2 separate regions of the Mus musculus genome follow, and region 2 is linked to region 1. The links are chromatin contacts, called in public Hi-C maps. All regions are on one chromosome and are shown on one strand. The core of a region is the stretch at or near the end of the contact, and the rest is flanking DNA. Distances in the headings are between cores, read along the strand shown. Region 1 has its middle 4.4 kb from the start of Gm32403. Region 2 has its middle 15 kb from the start of Snx10.

Evidence for each region. Hi-C and Micro-C count contacts between places; a contact is called where the count stands out from the background.
Region 2: a contact with region 1 is called in a Hi-C map of uterus, with 6 times the contacts expected there. The contact joins two enhancer-like sites. A contact is called at or near these places in 2 of 15 datasets of contacts at CTCF or cohesin (embryonic stem cells and large pre-B cells), 77 of 484 Hi-C or Micro-C datasets (the AML12 cell line, B cells, the Ba/F3 cell line and 40 more), 13 of 115 datasets of contacts at active chromatin or transcription factors (bone marrow-derived dendritic cells, bone marrow-derived macrophages, craniofacial prominence and 7 more) and 1 of 9 other capture datasets (embryonic stem cells).

Annotation. Positions count from the first base shown.
Region 1 is chr6:51,210,310-51,213,178 of GRCm38.p6, forward strand. No RefSeq gene overlaps it. Among named protein-coding and RNA genes, the nearest start is that of Gm32403, 4.4 kb to the left of the region's middle. Within about 2 kb of position 1,367, at least 36 of the 459 cell types and tissues checked have an H3K27ac peak or open chromatin away from gene starts, as enhancers often do. A contact at or near this core is called in uterus, where this site is marked.
Region 2 is chr6:51,507,686-51,510,761 of GRCm38.p6, forward strand. No RefSeq gene overlaps it. Among named protein-coding and RNA genes, the nearest start is that of Snx10, 15 kb to the right of the region's middle. Within about 2 kb of position 1,781, at least 77 of the 459 cell types and tissues checked have an H3K27ac peak or open chromatin away from gene starts, as enhancers often do. A contact at or near this core is called in uterus, where this site is marked.

The sequences.
Region 1 (2,869 bases), core at 117-2,616:
CCAAGATCACACAACAATATTCAAAATCAAGTCTTCTGGCCTCCAAAGATCAAAAGTCCTGAATTATTAGAGATCACTCATTAAATAGCTGTCAACTGACTCATCTCCATGTTTAGGTCAGCAATGCAAATGGCTGACCCACCTACAAATGGCTGACCCGCCTTTATGCATGCCCAAGCCCATTCAATCTTCTTCCTGTGCAAGGTGCCGTGGCCCAGTCTCTCTCCAGGTGAGGTTTGGACTCAACAAAGGTTTAAGGAATGTGAGCAGGTCTGCCTGTCACCTGCAAGGTCCTCTATCTGTGTCAGCAGAATACAGACACCCAGCAGCAAGCCCTTGGCTCCATGGGGCCACAGCATGAAAGTCAGCAGGTCCCCCTGAGTTGCTGTGTGAGAGGTACCCTCTCAGGGCACTGACAAACTCAATCAGGGAGGACCATGATCAAGGTGTGACTTCGACTGTGCTAAGCCACTGTGATTGACTAGGGACTAGGGACATTAGTCAGTCAGCACTCACTAACTAATATACTAGGAAGACTATGGCTTCCGTGAAATAAAAAATGGAGATTTGACCATTAGGATCTTGAAGTCTCACTTAGTTCTCTGTAGTGACAGTCTACTTGGGTGTTGGGAAGTGTCAAAGCCAGGGTGTCCTCCACACCTGAGAAATCTTGGGATTCCTATGACATTCTTTCTACCCTTCCAGCCCCTGCCCTTCACCACTCATGTTTACAGGTAGGACCAAGCTGTCTCTGCTAAGAGGCTCTTTGTCCACAGTTTTACCCATCCAAGACCCCTTTTTTCCCCATAACGCCTCTCCCGTGTGTTCTAGACAGTTCTAAGCAAACACACACTGTCTTCAACCTCAGCAGCAGTGTGGACAGCTTCTGGGGGCTCTGCTCGCTGGCCACAGCCTCCCCACCCACTTCTGCCCACCTAGTGACCTTCGTGGGAACTTAGACCCACAAAATTCTTCCGCCAAAAGGGGGGCTGAGGACAGGCCTGGATCTTGAGAAGAAAATAGAAAGGTTTGGCTCTTTGAAAAGTACTGACTTTCTGAATGATCCTCCCTTGATATCTGTAAGCCATTATGTTTAATAAACACAGGCGGGAAGAACGTCTTCTTCTGCGGCTCATGCGTTAACCCACAGAATGAAGGGGGTGTCAGTGCACAGGAAGTAGTGATGACACAGCCACACAGACCCCGAACCACTAGAGAAAAGAGTATGTGTGGAATGTCGGTTTTTTTTTTTTTTTTTTTTTTTTTTTTTTTCTGTACTGAAACTAACTTCTCCCTCTTCTGGCGTGCCAAAGCACTTCAGGGAAAGCTATTTCTGTCAGCTCACAAGCGCCATGCTCTTGGGGGCTGGAGTTGGACCTCAGTACCTCCCTGTCTGTGGCCTCACAGTGCCCTGGCCTTCAGGGGCTTGTGAATCACACACACAATAGGAAAAAACCCAAACCAAACCAAAACAGACAGGAAGAGTTGAAACTGGGCTTTTGTGTGCTGTGACAAGAGTGCAGATGTAAAGCCAAGGACTTGGTTATATTTGGTGGGAGTATTTGGTTATCTACGGTAGAGGTATTTGGCTGTGGACAGAGTGGGAGAGAGGGAAAGACGGGGATACTCGTAGAGTAGAGGCACACTATTCCTAATATTACAGTATATTTGGTTGACTATTAGAGTGGAACTGTTAGGGACTGGCCATTATTCCTCCCCTTCAGTAAATGATCCCTTTCTCTGACTTCAGGAGTAGCTGGGAACTGGCTTGAGAGACTACCCCAGCCGAGGCTATCCCAAAATCCACGTCCTGGGCTGGAGACTAGAATCCATCCTCGGAGAACCCGGGGCTAAGCCTTGCTTCCTCTCTCTCCAGCCCTCCAACTCCTGCTCTGTCTCCTGTAAGCTACAGAATCCTAGCCACTGAGGGCACGGCTGCTGGGTACCCCAGTGCATGTTGTTCTAACACCTGGCTCACAATATAAATTACCATCAATTCCAAGGGCGAAAGTCAAGGTTAATGACAAAACAAAGGAATGCATAGTTAACCAATAAAAGTGTTCTACCGCTACCCAAGATGAAATAAGGTTAATTAAAGTAATTTTCAAAAATGCTAGCAGGACCACAGTTCCGGGGAATGTGTGAGCAGGGCAGGCACGTTTGCATCCTTAAGGGACGTAAGTGATCCAGGCAGACATAGAGGATGCATCTGCAGCCACGAAGGCCAACAACGAGTTAGCTTTATTTTTGCAAGCCTCTTTTGTTTTTGACACATTCAGGCACTATTACATCTAAAATTCAGTGCCCTAAGCATTATATGCTGATTTCTATTTATAAAAGCCGAACTATAGGAAAAGTAATTGATTAAGTTAACCATTCATCCGTAGGTACTTAAGCATGAAGATCTATGGGGCCCGGCACTTGGTCATCTTCAGCCATTATTGCACAGTCTATAAGAATACAAAATGGCCGGGTTTCTATGGCACAGCTGCGACTTTGATGGATCGTGAGAAGACATGGCCACCATTTTTAATTCTGGAAATGTAAGCTTTTCTGGAGTAAATTAACCTAATCACACAGCACGAGTAAATTAATGCCAGTTCACTACCTAATTGCAAAAATAATATTAACCTGAAGAATCTAAATCTACTGGTGACACATACTCAATTTTTATAGTGTGCCCCTGACAGTTTTTCTGGGTTATATGTGGTCCTCTGCAGCGGTGGCATCTCTGCTAATTAAAAATGCTGAGAACACAAATACCACTGGCCAAGTGATAGGAAGACGTCCGTAGCGGCCATTAGGCTGTTATAATTGGGACACTACTGGGTATCTTGCATAGCTGAGTCAGTGAGAATTTCTCCAGACT
Region 2 (3,076 bases), core at 531-3,030, 300 kb after region 1:
GAATTCCTGCAGGAAGCCTTTGTGTGTTTCTGATTGGCAGGGATGGTGTTAATGACCAGGAGGTAAAGCCCTAGGCTAGAAGACCTAAGGGGTTTAGCAGCCATCTTGTGAGTTAGTTTTTGTTTTGTTTTCTTTTGTTTGTTTTGTGGGAGTGGTGAAGTGAGAAAGCAGTGCGGTCTTCTTCAAGGTCATACAGGCTCTGGCCCTGAGCAGGGTTCATGGCTAACCTGAAAGCCATGGTTTATTTGAAAATATTTTCACACAGAAAGAGGTGTCACATCCATTTTGGGTGGTCAGCTGGGAGCTGACAACTGTGCTGTGTTGTTTGGTCTTGGTTGCTGAGAGCTTTCAACCAGACTCCTTTCTCCCCTCCTCGGTTCCCTTAATTTCCTGTCTTTTTGCCCTGCCTCAGGATTATAGACATAAGCCCCACAGCTGGCTAAATTGATGGTTCTCCTGTCTGGTCGTCTACTGCAATTACCCAGAAGGCATATAAAACAGCAGAGTCTAGATCCTACTCCATACCCAGAGCAACAGGGACTGTTAGATCTCTTTAGGTGATTCAGTGAGATATTTTCTATTTATTTTTATTTTTATTTTTGAAACCAGTCTCACTGTACAGCCTTTAGAACTCACTATGTACCCCAGGCTAAGCTCAAACTCACAGAAATCAGCCTGCCTCTGAGTGCTGAGATTAAAGGCATGTGCCCGCCACCACACCCAATTTATATAGTGCAGGGGACAAAACCCTGACATCCTGCACGTGAGGCGAGCACTCCACCAACTGAGCTACATTTCCAGGCAAATACCCTTAAATGTTATCCTGCCTTAGTGGTTCACTGTGGCTAGCACTGAGTGTGGGGGCTAGTCCCAGCGCTTAAGTTAAATACAGCTTCACTCTCTCTACCTCCTAGCTATACTGAATATCCCAGAATGGGGGTTGTGGCGGAGCCACACCTATGCTGATTCTCCAGAGACTTTGAATGTTGCAGATCAGAGACAGATTATCCTGAGCAATCTTTGATCCCCCTTCATAGCTATGTATTGCCCTCATCTGTGTGCGACCTATGTGTCACTTGAAATGTGCTGTGGTGTATTAGATTGCTACTTTTCATCAATCACAAACCAAGAATAGCCACAGATAGCATCTCAAAACTATGGGAGAGACCCCCTTCCCTATACTCAGAGCTATGGGAGAGACTTTCTTTCCTATACTCAGAGCTATGGGAGGGACCCCCTTTCCTGTACTCAGAACTGTGGTAGGAATCCCCTTTCCTGTACTCAGAGCTATGGGAGAGACATCTTTTTATCATCTGCTTGCCTAATGTTCTCACCAATTTCGAGGAGCACATTACTTTATGGCTGCTTTGTTCTGCAAAAACCTATGAAACTGCTACCATGTCGGATATGTTTGACATTTGTGGACATCTGACTATTCTCAAGCCATGGCCACTCATCACTGCTTTCAGCATAAACTCACTGTTATTCCCGTTGATGAGAGCTGTGTTTTGCATCCACGGAAGGGACTGTGGAGTCTGAAGGAGTCTGGGCACTCCCTCGGGATACCATTTTCTTCCTAAGCAGATTCGAGTCTTTGTTGCTTTATTGAAAAACTGGATATGAGAATTAGTACAAAAAGATGGTTTATATTTACTGAGGAGACAAGAGCCCTCAGCTTCTTTCTACAACGCTTGCAGCGTGATTTCTAAAGATAAAAGGAGCGCAGGGAGTGCGCATGCTCAGCTGTGAGGTAAGTTACCAGCGGGGGTAAGCGGTTCCTCTGGGGGACAGCGCCACCTCTGGCGTGCTCCATTGCTCCATTGCATGAGATTCTTCTCGACTCCAGCATGGGGCTACATGACGCCAGCATGGGCCTTTCTGGATAAATTTTAATTCTTTCGGGTCCTTGTTAGAGAGCTTAAACTCCGAGGAGAAAAAAATTAGAAAGTGGAAAAAGGATCAACTGGTCAGATTTAAGCTTACCTCTGAAGCTGCTTCCTGGTGGCCTGGAAAAGAACCTTAGTGAGCTGGACCGTCTTACGTCAACTCCGTCACAGGCTGATGGCGTCTGAGAGGAGGGAGGCTCAACTGAGAACATGCCTCTATAACACCAGGTTGTAGGAAAGCCTGTAGGGCATTTTCTTAATTAGTGATTGATGGACAAGGCTCAGCCCATTCTGGGTAGGGTGGACTGGTGGTCCTGTGTCCTATAAGAAAGCAGGCTGAGCAAGCCATGGGGAGCAAATCAGTAAATAGCACTCTTCCACGGCCTCTGCACCATCTCCTACCTCCGGGTTGCTTCTTGACTTCCTTTGATCGCGAGCAGCGTTGTGGAAGCCTAAGACACACTCTTTCCTCCCCAAGCTGCTTTGCTTGTGATGTTTCATCAGAGTGATTGTAACCCTAAGACATTTAGCTTTAAGGGGACCTGCCGCTGGATTCCCATGGCTCTGTCCCTTGAGGGAAGCAGCCTGGACCATATTCTGCTCTTTCAAACTCCAGCTTCAGTGGATTGTTCTAGCTCGAACTCTTCTTATTCCTTAGCTTGAACTTTTCAGCCCTTGTAACTCTGAGCCAAAGGGGATGTCTCAGGACATTCTTCCAGAAGAGGGCGCTGTTCCACCCTTGCTGAAATCATTCTGAGAGCCGTCAGGTCTTAAACGTCCCAACACTGGCAGGAGCCAAGCTATTCCAGACATTTAATTAATTAATAGCTTTCAGGAGGCAGAGGCTAGTGGATCTCTGTGAGTTCCAGGACAGCCTGATCTACAAAGACCCTGTCTTAAAAACAAAACAAAACAAACAGAAAGGCATACAGTTGCCAGAAAATTGTGTTTGGTAGAAAACAACCAACCAACCCAACCAACCAACCATCCCAAAACCCTCCTCAATCCACCACCACCAAAACTTTCTTTACTCCTTCCACCCTCTCTCCTCTCCCTCTCTCCCTCCTCGTCCTCCTCCTCCTCCTTCTTCTCCTTTCTCTCTCTCTCTCTCTCTCTCTCTCTCTCTCTCTCAAACCCTGTCTCAGAAAACCAAAGGAAAAACCACTAACAACAAAACATAATTAATTAAT